2 separate regions of the Mus musculus genome follow, and region 1 is linked to region 2. Evidence: chromatin contacts called from public promoter capture Hi-C data. All regions are on one chromosome and are shown on one strand. The core of a region is the stretch at or near the end of the contact, and the rest is flanking DNA. Distances in the headings are between cores, read along the strand shown.

Region 1 (6,023 bases), core at 1,572-4,071, 92 kb before region 2:
CTCGGAAAACCAAAGGGGGGGGGGGAACCAACAACACACACACACACACACACACACACACACACACACACACACACACAAGCAAAAGCTCTTGAAAATGTTCCCACCTAAAACAAAGGTCTTGATCAAGATGCCTTTTCAACTGTGGACCCCCCCCCACCCCCATTCACTATTCCAGGCAAGCCTCAGAGGCAAGGATAGCCAAGGATGGCCTCGAGTTCCTGACTGTCCTGCTTAATTTAGCTCCCAAATGCAGGCACTGCAGATGTGTGCCAGCATGCCTGGCTTAAACATCTCTTAAAGTTGCACAACTTCATGTCACAGCTACTCTGGCTTGTGACTTAAGTGTTCAGAATCCACCAACACTGGCACCTTCCTGTCACTTCTCCTGGACTATATTCAAGCATGGAGAGGCAATCTAGCAGAACCCAAGTACCAAGCTGAAAAGAACCCAACACTTGGCATTTCTAACCTCACCAACTCCTCACCCCTCTCCTCCAGGCGCTGCAAATGACCACATCCTACTTTTCATTTGTAACTGCCCAGCACTGGCCCATCCCCACTGCAGAACGAGACACAAGATCAGCCTTCGGAAGAGCCCATTTTGTGAGTAGATCCTCCTCCCCAAGGAAGACAGAGATTTCATGTTACTGGGGCAAAGCATTTTTTATAATAGGAGCAGAAAAGGAGCCAAATGATTCTTTTATGCCCCTTCCCCCACCTCCCCCCAGCCTCCCACTGCAATCCTCTCCTCTTGCATAGCGAAAACTTTAATACAAGTTGTCCAATCTCTGGGTGGCGTAAGCCCAGCCATGGTGCAAGAAGAATTTGTAGGGATGAACGATTTCTCTCTAGGGAGCCTACTGCTGTCTCCGGATACCCAGAGCACCGTGTGGCTCCGCCCTAGATGTATTAAGCCACGCCTCCATAGCACGTCACCATCTCCGGAGCACTGAGCTAGGAAAGCCCACGCAGTCAAGCAGGAAGACTGAGACCGGTTTCAGGCAGGGCTGGGAAGAAGAAAGGTATTTAACTGCTCACATACCTTTTCAAACAGGACTTTCCAGTGCTGGTAGAGAGGGAGGCCATGCGGGAGAGGAAGAAGAGAAAGAAAGGCACTTATCACCAAGGTTTCTGTAGACCCCTGAGGTTTCTGACATCACCTCCCAGCTGTTGCCCAGCAGTCAGAATCAGGTTCAGGGGCCCCCCAGATGAAACCTGAAAAGTCCCCGTGTGAGCGAAGGCAGAACTCGCACAGTACGGTGTGGGAATGGGGTGTTTTTTTTTGGGGGGGGGGAACACAGTCAGATGCTGGAATGAGAACAAGGACGATTCCCAACCGTGTCTCCGGGTTTCTGATAACTTCTGCTACGGAAAGGTCACGTCCACATCTACTCCCGGAGTACACCTTCAGACCTTGTCTGTTGGAGGACTCTGCTCAGGAGACTCGCCCCTGCTTGAGCACTCTGTGTGTGTGTGTGTGTGTGTGTGTGTGTGTGTGTGTTCCCCAATATGCTTCCAAGACTGAGTGCAAGTACTGAATACAGAAGACTCTCTCAGGAGTTAGGGCCAGGACAAAGTGACAGGTTTAGTTACGCAAACCCGAGAGATGTTAGACTCCCGGCCCATTCAGATTTGCTGGCTGTGGTTTCGTAGGCTGGGGTTTCTGGTTTAATTTTACTCTGAAGGAGGGACAGGTCCGAGGCAGGGTGCCGAGAGGGAGTAGTTTCATCAACTCAAGCACCCGGGGCTTTCCAGATCCTGCCTCGCCTCCCAGGACAGCAGACAAGAGATCTAAGCGGCAGATGGCAGGAAAGCCCTCTGGAGTAACCCCTCCCTACCCTGCCCCAGGGGACCGTTCCTGGCACCGAGGTGGTCAGGGACTCCTGAGCCCCCTGCTGGGAGCATTTCGACCCAGCTAGCTCTGGCTGGGTTCAGGGACTGAGATCAGTTTGAATTTCAATCAGTGTCGCGACCGGACTGACGCCGGCGGGAGCTAATCTGGCAGCCGAGAAGGGGTCTCCAGAGCGGTCTGCGCTGATCAGAGACTGGGCATCTGCGGCGCCGGTTCCTTCCCCGGGCTTGCAGAGTCCGCAGGTCGCTGAGGGGAGGGGAGGGGAAGTCACTACAGTGACGCGGCCGCCTCTGCAGGAAAACGCCGTGTCCCGGGCACTGCACCAGCCGCGGGGAGGGGGCTCGGCAGCCGACAGGTTCCCGGCGCAGTGGCCCGGGCTGTGTCCCGCAGTGAAGCCGCGGGAACCCGAGCGGGGTGGGGAGCGCGCGCTTGCATTTGGGGGAGACCTATCTCTCCTACCCTCGGGGACCCCCGACTCATCCCGGACGCTCCGGTGACATAACCTTGAAGCCTCTAAGTTGTCTGCGGGGTAGGGAGCTGAGGCAGTGGCGTCTCCCCGCGTGGCGCCCCCCAGAAAGTTTGAGGGACACAGGAGGGGGCACTCACGTCTTCTGGCGCGGCGGGCAGTCGCTCCTCGGCCTCGGGCTCCAGCTCCTCGATGCGCTCAGCCTCCGCGCAGGCGGCCACTGCGGGGCCGGGGCTGGGGTGCTCGCCCATGGCCCAGACTGCGGCGCTCGTCCCGGGGCGCCGGGCTAACTTTGCGCCGCCGCGGCCGTGCTGCTCCAGGAGCTAGCTGCGCCCCTCGCCGCCTCCGCGCTCGCTCCCATGGTTCTGCTCTCCCCACCGCCCTCACTGCGGCCCCCGCGACCCGGGGCGCTGGGCCCCTAGCCGCCAAACTTCTTGGCCTCTGTCGCGGGCCCGAGGCAGGGCGCCCTTGGGCCAGCCGGGCCCTACCGCTCCCCGCGCTCCTTCCCGCTCCGCGCGGCCCCCGCTCTGCGCGCGAGCCTCCTCCTCCCCACGGACTCCTCCGGGGTGGCGCGCGGCGGGGGCGGGGCTGCTCGCGGGGCCCCCGCCCCCCCAGGCCGCCCGCGGGGAGGGAGGGAGGGAAAGAGGGAGGGCTGGCTGCCGGGAGGCGAGCGACAAGCCGCCGCTCCTCCCGCCCGGAGATGGGGACTGCGTTGCCCTCAGCCTGCTCAGCTCAGCACCGGGTTAACCATCACTTGGAAGCAGCAGATTGTGTGACGGAGGCAGAAGCGAGGTTCTCACGAAGTTGGCCATGTCAGGGTTAAATAGGACTGAATTGAGAGTGAGATGTGAAAATTGGATTCCACCAGCCACCCTTAAGACCTCTCTCTGTTCGCTGTGGTCTTGGATTCTGGGAGGTCTGGGAAAGCCTAGAGATGAGAGAAAGGTCAGGTGGTTTGGGACCCTAAATCCTAACCTTTGCCCTACCTCTCCATCTAGAGCTGTATGCTATCTTCAGGTTTCTCGACCATGTTAAATCCAGGAAAGTAGTGCCCTGCCAGACAGGAGCGGAGGGGTGGAGTGCCGGGGAGGGATTGCGGGGTGGGGGGAGAGCTGGCCGGGGGTGGGGGTGGGGGTGGTGGGGAACAAAAACAAAAAACTAAAACTAAAAACCAGGAATGAAGTTAGCAAAGTACTAAAGGATGTTTAAAGAAGAAAAATGGGAGACAGAGTACCTGTGGGAAAAGCGATCTTCCCACCTAACTATAATTTGTGCCAGTGCCCGGGCTGGGGTAGATGCTCCTCAAGGGAGGCTCAGGGGCTCAGTCCTGGTTCAGCCGCCCCTCCCCCTCCCACACTCCCCACACCCACACACACCCCCACCCCCGCTCCTCCGGCAGCCTACATACAGAACCAAAGCCCTTCAACCTCTCCGCATCATCATTACCCCTCTCGACGTCCAAAGGATTATTATTATTATCAGAAGTTGCAATTAACACCTTCATTTTCATAACGCAAATGTAACCACATCGTGCAAACCCAGGATCCAACCTGTGACCATCTCGCCCAGCACTGACTACTCCTCTTAAACCCAGAAGGAAATCAGTTCCATCCTAATTAGGTGAGTTTGCAACAGACACCAATTTTCATCTCGGTTTCAGAAAGTGTGATCATTCCAACTATTTTTGTTTCTTGCCACCCCTCCCCCATCTCTACTCTACTAACAAGTCAAGATCCTGCCAAGATTTCCTTGTAAATAAAACTGTCTGCATGGGGGTGTGATTTTTTTGAAAACTGCCTTCAGGGGACAGAAGAGAGGCTGAATTCTTTCTGATAAAAAAGCCTATTAGGATAAGCAACTGCTGGGGCCCTGAGGGCCAGGGACCCTGTCTCTACCTCCCCTGCTACCGTTGGCTGGACATAACATGAGCAGTGCTGGCTCTGTTACATTCAGACCTTTGGGAAAGAGCTGGTTCTGAAAGCCTGGTTACAGGGGGATTGGAAAGAGACAGGTGCGTGGAAGAGAAGGCCACTCTGCAGAGATGTCCAGCATCCACTGACACACCCCCCTCCCCCCCAGCTAGTCCTCACAAGCTTTCTCTTCTCTAGCCCAGGGACAGCTCTTAGCAACAGATCCAACTCAGTCACCCCCTCATGGGGAAGTTACCTTCCCATTGCTGAACATTTGTTGAGCTCTTATTAAACACTAGGGGAGATCTCTGAGGGTACATGGATGAGCGAAAGACAAGCCCTGTCCTCTATAAGTGGTTTATCTTGGTGTGTGTGTGGAGGTGGGGTGGGGCACACAGCCATGTTCAACAAATCTTGGGTTCCACAGAAACTCAGGAGTCCTACAGCCTGAAAGGAAGAGGAGGGGCCCTGGTGGATCCAGGAGGTCTTCCCAAAGGAAGCACTTCCATAGCCCTGTAGCAGGAGACACAGCAATTCAGGCAGAGGGGACAGCGTGCAGAGTGGAAGGGGAACTGCAAGGGATTTGGCATGGTTGGAAATCAAACTACACCAGCATCAATAGAAGAGTCCAGCCTGAGGGGAGGCGTGAGAGAGAGGGCTGCTAGTTTCCTGAGAATGGAGTTTGGATTCCATCCTAAGGGCAGCAGGAGACACAGAAGAACACTGATACTGTTACAGAAGACAGTAACACTTGAAAAGATCCCTCCTAGACTGATGCAGCAGCAGGAGCCTTTAGACCCAGCCACTTGGGAGGCTGAAACAGGGGGATTATTTGAATCCTTATGATGTCCTGTATTAGAGGCCAGGGCAATACAACCCCCATATTCCCTCTCTTTCCTCTTCCTTTTCTCTCTTCACTTTTTTTTTAAAGATTTATTTATTTATTATATGTAAGTACACTGTAGCTGTCTTCAGACACACCAGAAGAGGGCGTCTTGTTACAGATGGTTGTGAGCCACCATGTGGTTGCTGGGATTTGAACTCTGGACCTTCGGAAGAGAAGAGCAGTCGGGTGGGGTGCTCTTACTCACTGAGCCATCTCACCAGCCCCCCTCTCTTCACTTTTATTTTGAGAGTATGTCAAATTAAGTTGCTAAGGTTGGCCTTGAACTTGTGAGTCTTCCTATCTCATTCTCCCAAGGAGTTGGGATAATAGATTTGCCCACCAGGCCTGGATGTAAGACTTCATCTCTGGGTTGGTGAGATGGCTCAGCAGTTAAGAGCCTGACTCACTGGCTGTTCTTCCAGAGGGCCTGAGTTCAGTTCCCAGCAACCATCTATAGGGAGATCTGATGCCCCCTTCAAGCAGGCGGATGTATAAGCAGCAGAGCACTCACATTAAATAAATTTTGAAAAAATCTTAAAAAAAAGACTTCATCTCATTCATATCTAAATAAAAAAGGTCTGGAGAGAGATGGTTCTGCAACACTGGCTGCGCTCCCAGGGGACTAAGATTTGACTCCTAGTCAAATCTGCAACTCCAGTCTCAGATGATCTCACACCCTCTTCTGGCCTCCATGGGCTCTGCACACACATGATACACAGACACACATGCAGGCAAAACATCCACACACATACGATAATAAATAAATAAGTCCTTCTGACTGAGGTCCAGAGGTCGCATGAGTATCAGCAGTTAGAACAAAAGGAAGAAGGACCTCAGAGAGCTGTTTCCTGCCCTAGGCACAGGCGCTCAACATCATCACTGTTCTCCCAAACCTACTGGGAAAGG
Region 2 (6,457 bases), core at 153-2,652:
TGCTCTGTCTGGGCCCTAAGAGCACACCCTACCCCACCCCCCCAAAATTGTTTTTTTTTTCTTAATATGTACACTTTCCTCCTTAGGAATGTATCACAGCGACCTAGAGAGGCTACTTAAAGATATAATTGAGTGGTTTATAATAGAATGCTTCAAATCAGCAATGGCAAAACATGAACTAATGAACCCCTCTTTTTAACTTAGTTGCCATGATTAAGTCATGTACCTCGCAGTAAGATCAGAAATCCCTGCTCTATACTGCATTCCTATCAGCCAGCAAAAGCGTTGTTTTTGTTGTTTTGTCTTCTTTACCAGGAAAAAAGTGAGATCTATCTTTAAAGAGCATGGGAACATGTGCCTGTTCGGAAGCCCTATATGCCTGCTCTTATTAAAAGAACTACTACAGAACTATGGAATGTCTAACAAGGAGCGAAAATTAAGACTTTTAGGGTAACAATCGCCCCATCTAAAGATCCCTCCCTAGTTAAGTATCGTTCACTCAATACTCATATTATTAACTTGAAGGAGTTTGTTCGACACAAGTACGGCAAAAAAAAAAAAAAAAAAATCTAATTTTTAAAAAATCCCGCTATCTTAAGCTCTTTTTTTTCTTCTTGGTGCTGGAGACTGAATCCAGGTTTTTATGCATGCTAGAATTCTACTACTGAGCTACTTACTCAAGCAAGCCAACGCTCTCTCTTAATGCCCATGCACAGTAGCAGTGAAGGCAGCAAGTGAAAAAAAAAAAAAAAAAAAATTCCAGAGACCTGACCTTGCTCCCAAGTCGACTACTTCTGCACTCCTCCTCCCCCTAGTGTCCCCCGCCAGCCGGTTCCCGCAGTCCCAAGTGCTCAGTCTGCCTGTTCCAACATCTGCCTGGCAATGAGTGACTGACAGGCGACCAGAGGGTCGGACGGGAGGTGGCCCGACAAACGCTGAGGCCCAAGAGGAAAGAACTCGAGGAGGTGGTGGCGACGGCGACAGCTTTCGCAGCGAGAGGACCGGGCGTTAGGGACTGAAGGGGGACAAGGCCTGCGAGGAGCAGAGGGCCACGGTAGGGAAGAGCAAAGGGGCTGGCAGGCTTGGAGAGGGCACCCGGGCTGCGAGGCCGGGCAGGGCGCGGACTCACGTTCTCCCACCAGCAGGATCCTCACGTCTTTCTTCATGTCGGAGGCTCGCAGGGGCCGCACTCGGCCCGCACGCATGGAGCGCACGCCTCACGCCGGGAGCGTCCAGCCCGTGGCGCCGCTCTCCCCGCGATACCGCCGCTCCCTGCCAGCCTTAGCGGCCTCTGCGCCCGAATCTCGGCCGCCAGGACCTGCCGCACCGACTCCTCCTCTACCGCTCCGCTTGGGAGCCGGGGCAAGCCAGCTCCGCCTCCTCCGGCTCCGCGGACGCGGGCGGCGGCGGCGGCGAGGACGACGGCGGGCGGCGAGGGACAAGAGCTTTCGGAACCTCAACGCTCTCGTATCTTGAACAGCGCCCCTGCAGGAAGGCAGACGGTAGCGCAAAACCCCGGAGGTTTGCCTGCCACAGTCTGAACACTGCCAGAGGATGTAAGTGACAGATTCCTTGGTCAGAACAGTCAGAGCCCACTTGTTTTACAGAACAAGAACAGAAGAGTCCAGGGTCACGCAGCAGGAGCTTGGTCGTGAATCGGAGATTTCTTCACTAAACGATAATGTCCAGGAGGGCAAGAGACCTGCCTACCTGGTTTTCAGCTGTGTTCACACTGTTGGACTTACCTTTCAAAAATGCTTTATTGAACAAGGTTACTGGCTCCCAGGGTGTGAACACTCCCCAGAGCCCATCACCTGTTTTCCCCCCCTCAAAATGTATTATTCTGTATATTTGTGTATGACACGTGCGTTTGAGTATCTTCCATGGTGAGTATGTGGCGGTCAGAGGACAGTCCTCAAGAATTGGTACTTGGCTGACATTATGGCACAAGCCAGCTCTTAGAGGCACTTTGGATCCAGGGGTCAAACTCAGGTCATCAGGCCTGAACAGAAAGCACTTTTACCCGAGACTATATCACAGCCCAAGAAATTGCTTAAAAAAAAAAAAAGGCCGACAACCGGGCTTTTTTTTCATGGTGGCGCACGCCTTTGATCCCTGCACCGGGGAGGCAGAGGCAGGCAGATTTCTGAGTTCGAGGCCAGACTGGTCTACAAAGTGAGTTCCAGGACAGCCAGGGCTACACAGAGGAACCCTGTCTCGAAAAACCAAAAAAAAAAAAAAAAAAAAAAAGTAGGGCGTGATAGCTCATGCCTGTAATCCCAGCATCTGGGAAGATGAAGTAGAAGGATTGCCATGAATCTGAGGCCAGCCTGGGCTTTAGGGTGAGACCTAAGGAGCCATGGTATTTCAAACCTGAAAGTGGTGGTGGCAAGAAGATTAAGCCATCAAAGCTATTCTTATCCACACATAGATATTTCATGCCCACCAGGCGGTGGTGGCACACGTCTTTAATTCCAGCACTTGGGAGGCAAAGGCAGGAGATTTCTGAGTTCGAGGCCAGCCTGGTCTACAAAGTGAGTTCCAGGACAGCCAGGGCTATACAGAGAAATCCTGTCTCAAAAAACAAACAAACAAACAAAAAAACAGACAGACAGAAATAGAAGGAAACCCTTTCTTAAAAAGTGCCTGGGAAAGCTGGTGTGGTGATATAAACCATCCCAGTATTCAAGAGGTTGAAGCAGGACCACTAGTTGAGAGCCAACCTGAGTTACCCAATGAAACCCTGTCTCAAACAAGCAACAAAACCCCACTCCGTGATACAACAGGGGGTGAAGGCACACCTCTTGTTCACAGGGAGATGTCCCTAGGACGGTAGCTGCAAAGAAGATTACAGGACTCTAGAGGACTCATGGCCCCTCTGCCTGTTTCTTCTCTACCAAATGAAGATGTCAGACCCTTCCTTGCATAAATATTTGGAGCAACCTCATGAAGTAATATTTAAATGTTCCACTATTTTCTGATGGAATCACCACCAGATAAACCCACTATAAACAGAAATCTAGTAATCTAGTAACCTTCCAAGCACCACATTTAAATAACACAGTAGTTTATCTTCCTGATCACACAGCTGAGAGACACTTGCTGCTGCTGTCCTGCCTATTACTAGCCCAGAAAGGCATCAAAAATTGTGAAATACAATTCTATTAACCATGTTATCACTTTGGCACTATGATACATTTTAGCCAAAAGATAGAGAAACAATTGACACTACTATAGATTTCTTTTTTAATATAGCTGGAAGTGGTGACAGGTGCCTTTAATCCCAGTACTCAGGAGGCAGAGACAGGCTGATTTCTTAAAAGAGTTCTACTCCAGGGTCTGGGAGAGATGGTTCAATGGTTAAGAGCACTGCCTGCTCTTCCAAAGGTCCTGAGTTCAACTCCCAGCAACCACATGGTGTTTCACAACCATCTATACCAGGGTCTGATGCCTTCTTCTGGCATGCAAGTGTATATACAGGTAGAGCACTCATACATAAAATAAATAAAAATGTTTTTAAAAAAGAAAAAAAAATAGTTCCATCCCAGCCAAGACTACATAAAGAGACCTTGACTCAAAACAGGTCAGCAATAATAAATAAATAGTCAAATCACAGTAAGTCAGAGATTGTGCTTTGTATCTGAATAATGTATCATACAGAATTTTAGCTGGGGATATCTCCCATGCCATTAATCTCAGCACTCAACAGACAGGGGCTGGCAGATCTCTGTGAGGTTAAGACCAGCATGATCTATAGAGCAAGTTCTAGGACAGCCAGGGCTACACAGAGAATCCATCTCTTGAAAAACAAAAACCAAAAAAAAAAGATGTGTTTATTTAGTGTGTGGTGCATGTGTGTGTGTGTGTTTAATGCAAACACATACCCCTTCTCATGCTATTGGAAGTCAGAAGCCTTCCTCCATCACTGTCCACCTTGGTTTTGCTTGAGAGAGGGTCTCTCACTAAAGCTAGAACTCACTGATACGGCTAAACCGCCTGGCCAGCAAGCCACTCAGGATTTGCCTGTCTCTACACCCCTGCACCCTCCACCGTCAGCACACACACGTGGCACTTTTTATGTAGGTGCTGAGAATCTGAACTCAAGTCTTTACTTCTTTACCCACTAAGCCATTTTCCAAGGCCCAAAACTTTTCTTTAAAAAAAAAAAAAGTTACACAAAGACCAGATCATTAATCACAAAGGCCTTTTGAAAAAGAGCAAGCATTTGGGCAACTGCCACCTCAAGCCACACTCTGTAGTGGGTCATGACCCAAGGAGCTCGATGCACCGCTGCATTTGAGAGCAGCATTAATTCAAATTTTGCAGGGCTCCCACAGGAGAGGGAAGCCTTCATGGTATTGTAGATGTGTGCTATCTAAAAGCTTTGACATTTTTATCAAGGGAAAAAGTCTGCTAGGCAGGGATCTAAGGAGAAAAAGATCTGGGAAGACATCAGAGATGTTACTATGAAGAAGCACTTTGTAAATAACACTTACTTTAAAATCCAAGCAGACGGGCCAGAGAGATGGATCAGCAGCTAAAAGCACTGGCTGTTCTTGCAAAGACCCAAGTTTGACTCCCAGCATCCACATGGTTGCTCACAGTGGTCTGTAGCTCCAGTTTCAGGTGATGTAGTGCCTTCTGGCCTCTGAAGGCACTGAACATGCACATAGTACACAGCCAAAAGAACCCACACACATAAAATAAAATAAAATAAAATAAAATAAAGTAAAATAAAGTAAAATAACAATCCAAGCTGAATGTGTGTAATCACAGCACTCAAGAGGCTGAAGCTGGAGGCTTGTGAGTTTAAGGTCAGCCTGGCGTCCATATTGTCTCAAATAAAACAACAAAAATCCAGACCCCCAGGAAGGAAGCAACAGCAAGCAATTGCTGTTTTTTTTTTTTTTAAGATTTATTACTTTACCTAATAAAAATGGAAAAAAAAGATTTATTACTTATTTTATATATGAGTGCTCTATCTGCATGTATTCCTGCATGCCAGAAGAGGACATTAGATTCCATTACAGATAGTTTTGAGCCACCACGTGGTTGCTGGGACTTGAACTCAGGACCTCTGGAAGAGCAGCCAGTGCTTTTAACCGCTGAGCCATCTGTCCAGCTCATTAGCAAGCAATTTCACCTGGCGATATTTATGGATGAATACAAATCAAGGCCAGCACTTTGTTAAAGGAGAAAGAAGGGATCAGCTGGAGTTTCCCTCGCCTGCAGTGTACACGTTTCTCTGTCCATTCCCCACTCTCTCTCCCTGTCCCTGAGCTGAGCTGGCCCCCCATGGCTAGCCTTGAGCCCTGTGTCCTTCTCATGATGTTAACAAACGTCCATCAGAGGTCACTCAGAATTTCCCCTAAAGATAACATGGGTGGTTAAGAGCAGGGAATTCCGAGTCCTCCTGCTGCTTGGTTCTGCTTGGTTCATTAACTCTGCCAATTACTTGCTAAGCATTATTAGTCAAATTATTTAACCTCTCTGTTGCCTCAGAGGCCAAAGAAATAACAATATGGCATACTGTGTGAGACAGTTAAGAAAATTCAATCTTAAAGGGCGGCGTGGTGGCCCCAGCACTCAGGAGGCAAAGGCAGGCAGATTTCTGAGTTTTTGAGGCCAGCCTGGTCTACAAAGTGAGTTCCAGGACAACCAGGTCTATACAGAGAAACCCTGTCTCAAAAAAAAAAAAAAAAAAAAAAAAAAAATTTGCCGGGTGTGGTGGTGCTCACCTTTAATCCCAGCACTTGGGAGGCAGAGGCAGGCGAATTTCTGAGTTCGAGGCCAGCCTGGTCTACAAAGTGAGTTCCAGGACAGCCGGAGCTACAGAGAGAAACCCTGTCTCAAAAAACCAAAAAAAAAAAATTCTATCTTCCTATATAATGAAAAAGCCCTATAAATACTGCCTGATAGGTGGGAAATAATATTTAAATACTGAGAATAAAATAAATACTGAGGGAGGGAGGTAACTTCTTTTTGTTGTTGTTGTTCTATTTTTGAGACAGGGTCTCTCTATGTAGCCCTGGCAGTCCTAGAACTCAATATTTAGACCTGGCTGGCCTTGAACTCAAGAGTTCTGCCTGCTTCTCCCCATCACCTCCCTGGGCCACTGCCACCACGCAGTCAGAGGAGGTTACTTCTAGCTCTCCAAGTCTGAGGATCAAACCCCATGATAAAAATACACACAAAACACAAGGCAGAAGCCATTGTTGGCAGTGAAGCCTGCTGTGGGCATATGGCAGACTTATTAGAGTGTAGTAAACAGATTGGGTGACTCCAAGAGGGCATATTGGCAGCTAGACTGCACTGAGAGAATTTTACTCCAGTGTCCTAACTAATGGGGTTTTAAGTTCACAGGTCAGCCTTTATGCCACTGCCGTGGGGGACCACTAAGAAGTAAGAGCGAAGAGCTTCTGCCTGGAGACAAGAGGGAACAAACACTCCTGGGAGT

Evidence for each region. Capture Hi-C pulls out chosen DNA fragments and counts their contacts.
Region 1: a contact with region 2 is called in a promoter capture Hi-C map of adipose tissue. The contact joins the promoter of Rhbdl3 here to the promoter of Rhot1 in region 2. A contact is called at or near these places in 2 of 39 promoter capture datasets (embryonic stem cells and hippocampal neurons), 2 of 484 Hi-C or Micro-C datasets (embryonic stem cells and muscle stem cells), 3 of 115 datasets of contacts at active chromatin or transcription factors (effector CD8 T cells and embryonic stem cells) and 3 of 9 other capture datasets (adipose tissue, liver and pancreatic islet).

What each region holds. Positions count from the first base shown.
Region 1 is chr11:80,297,710-80,303,732 of GRCm38.p6, reverse strand. It overlaps Rhbdl3 (rhomboid like 3), which reads right to left and starts at 2,821. Exons shown (of 9, transcript NM_139228.3): 1 at 2,462-2,821; 2 at 1,046-1,069. The coding sequence starts at 2,572.
Region 2 is chr11:80,203,996-80,210,452 of GRCm38.p6, reverse strand. Rhot1 (ras homolog family member T1) reads right to left here and starts at 1,402. Exons shown (of 19, transcript NM_021536.8): 1 at 1,130-1,402. The coding sequence starts at 1,205.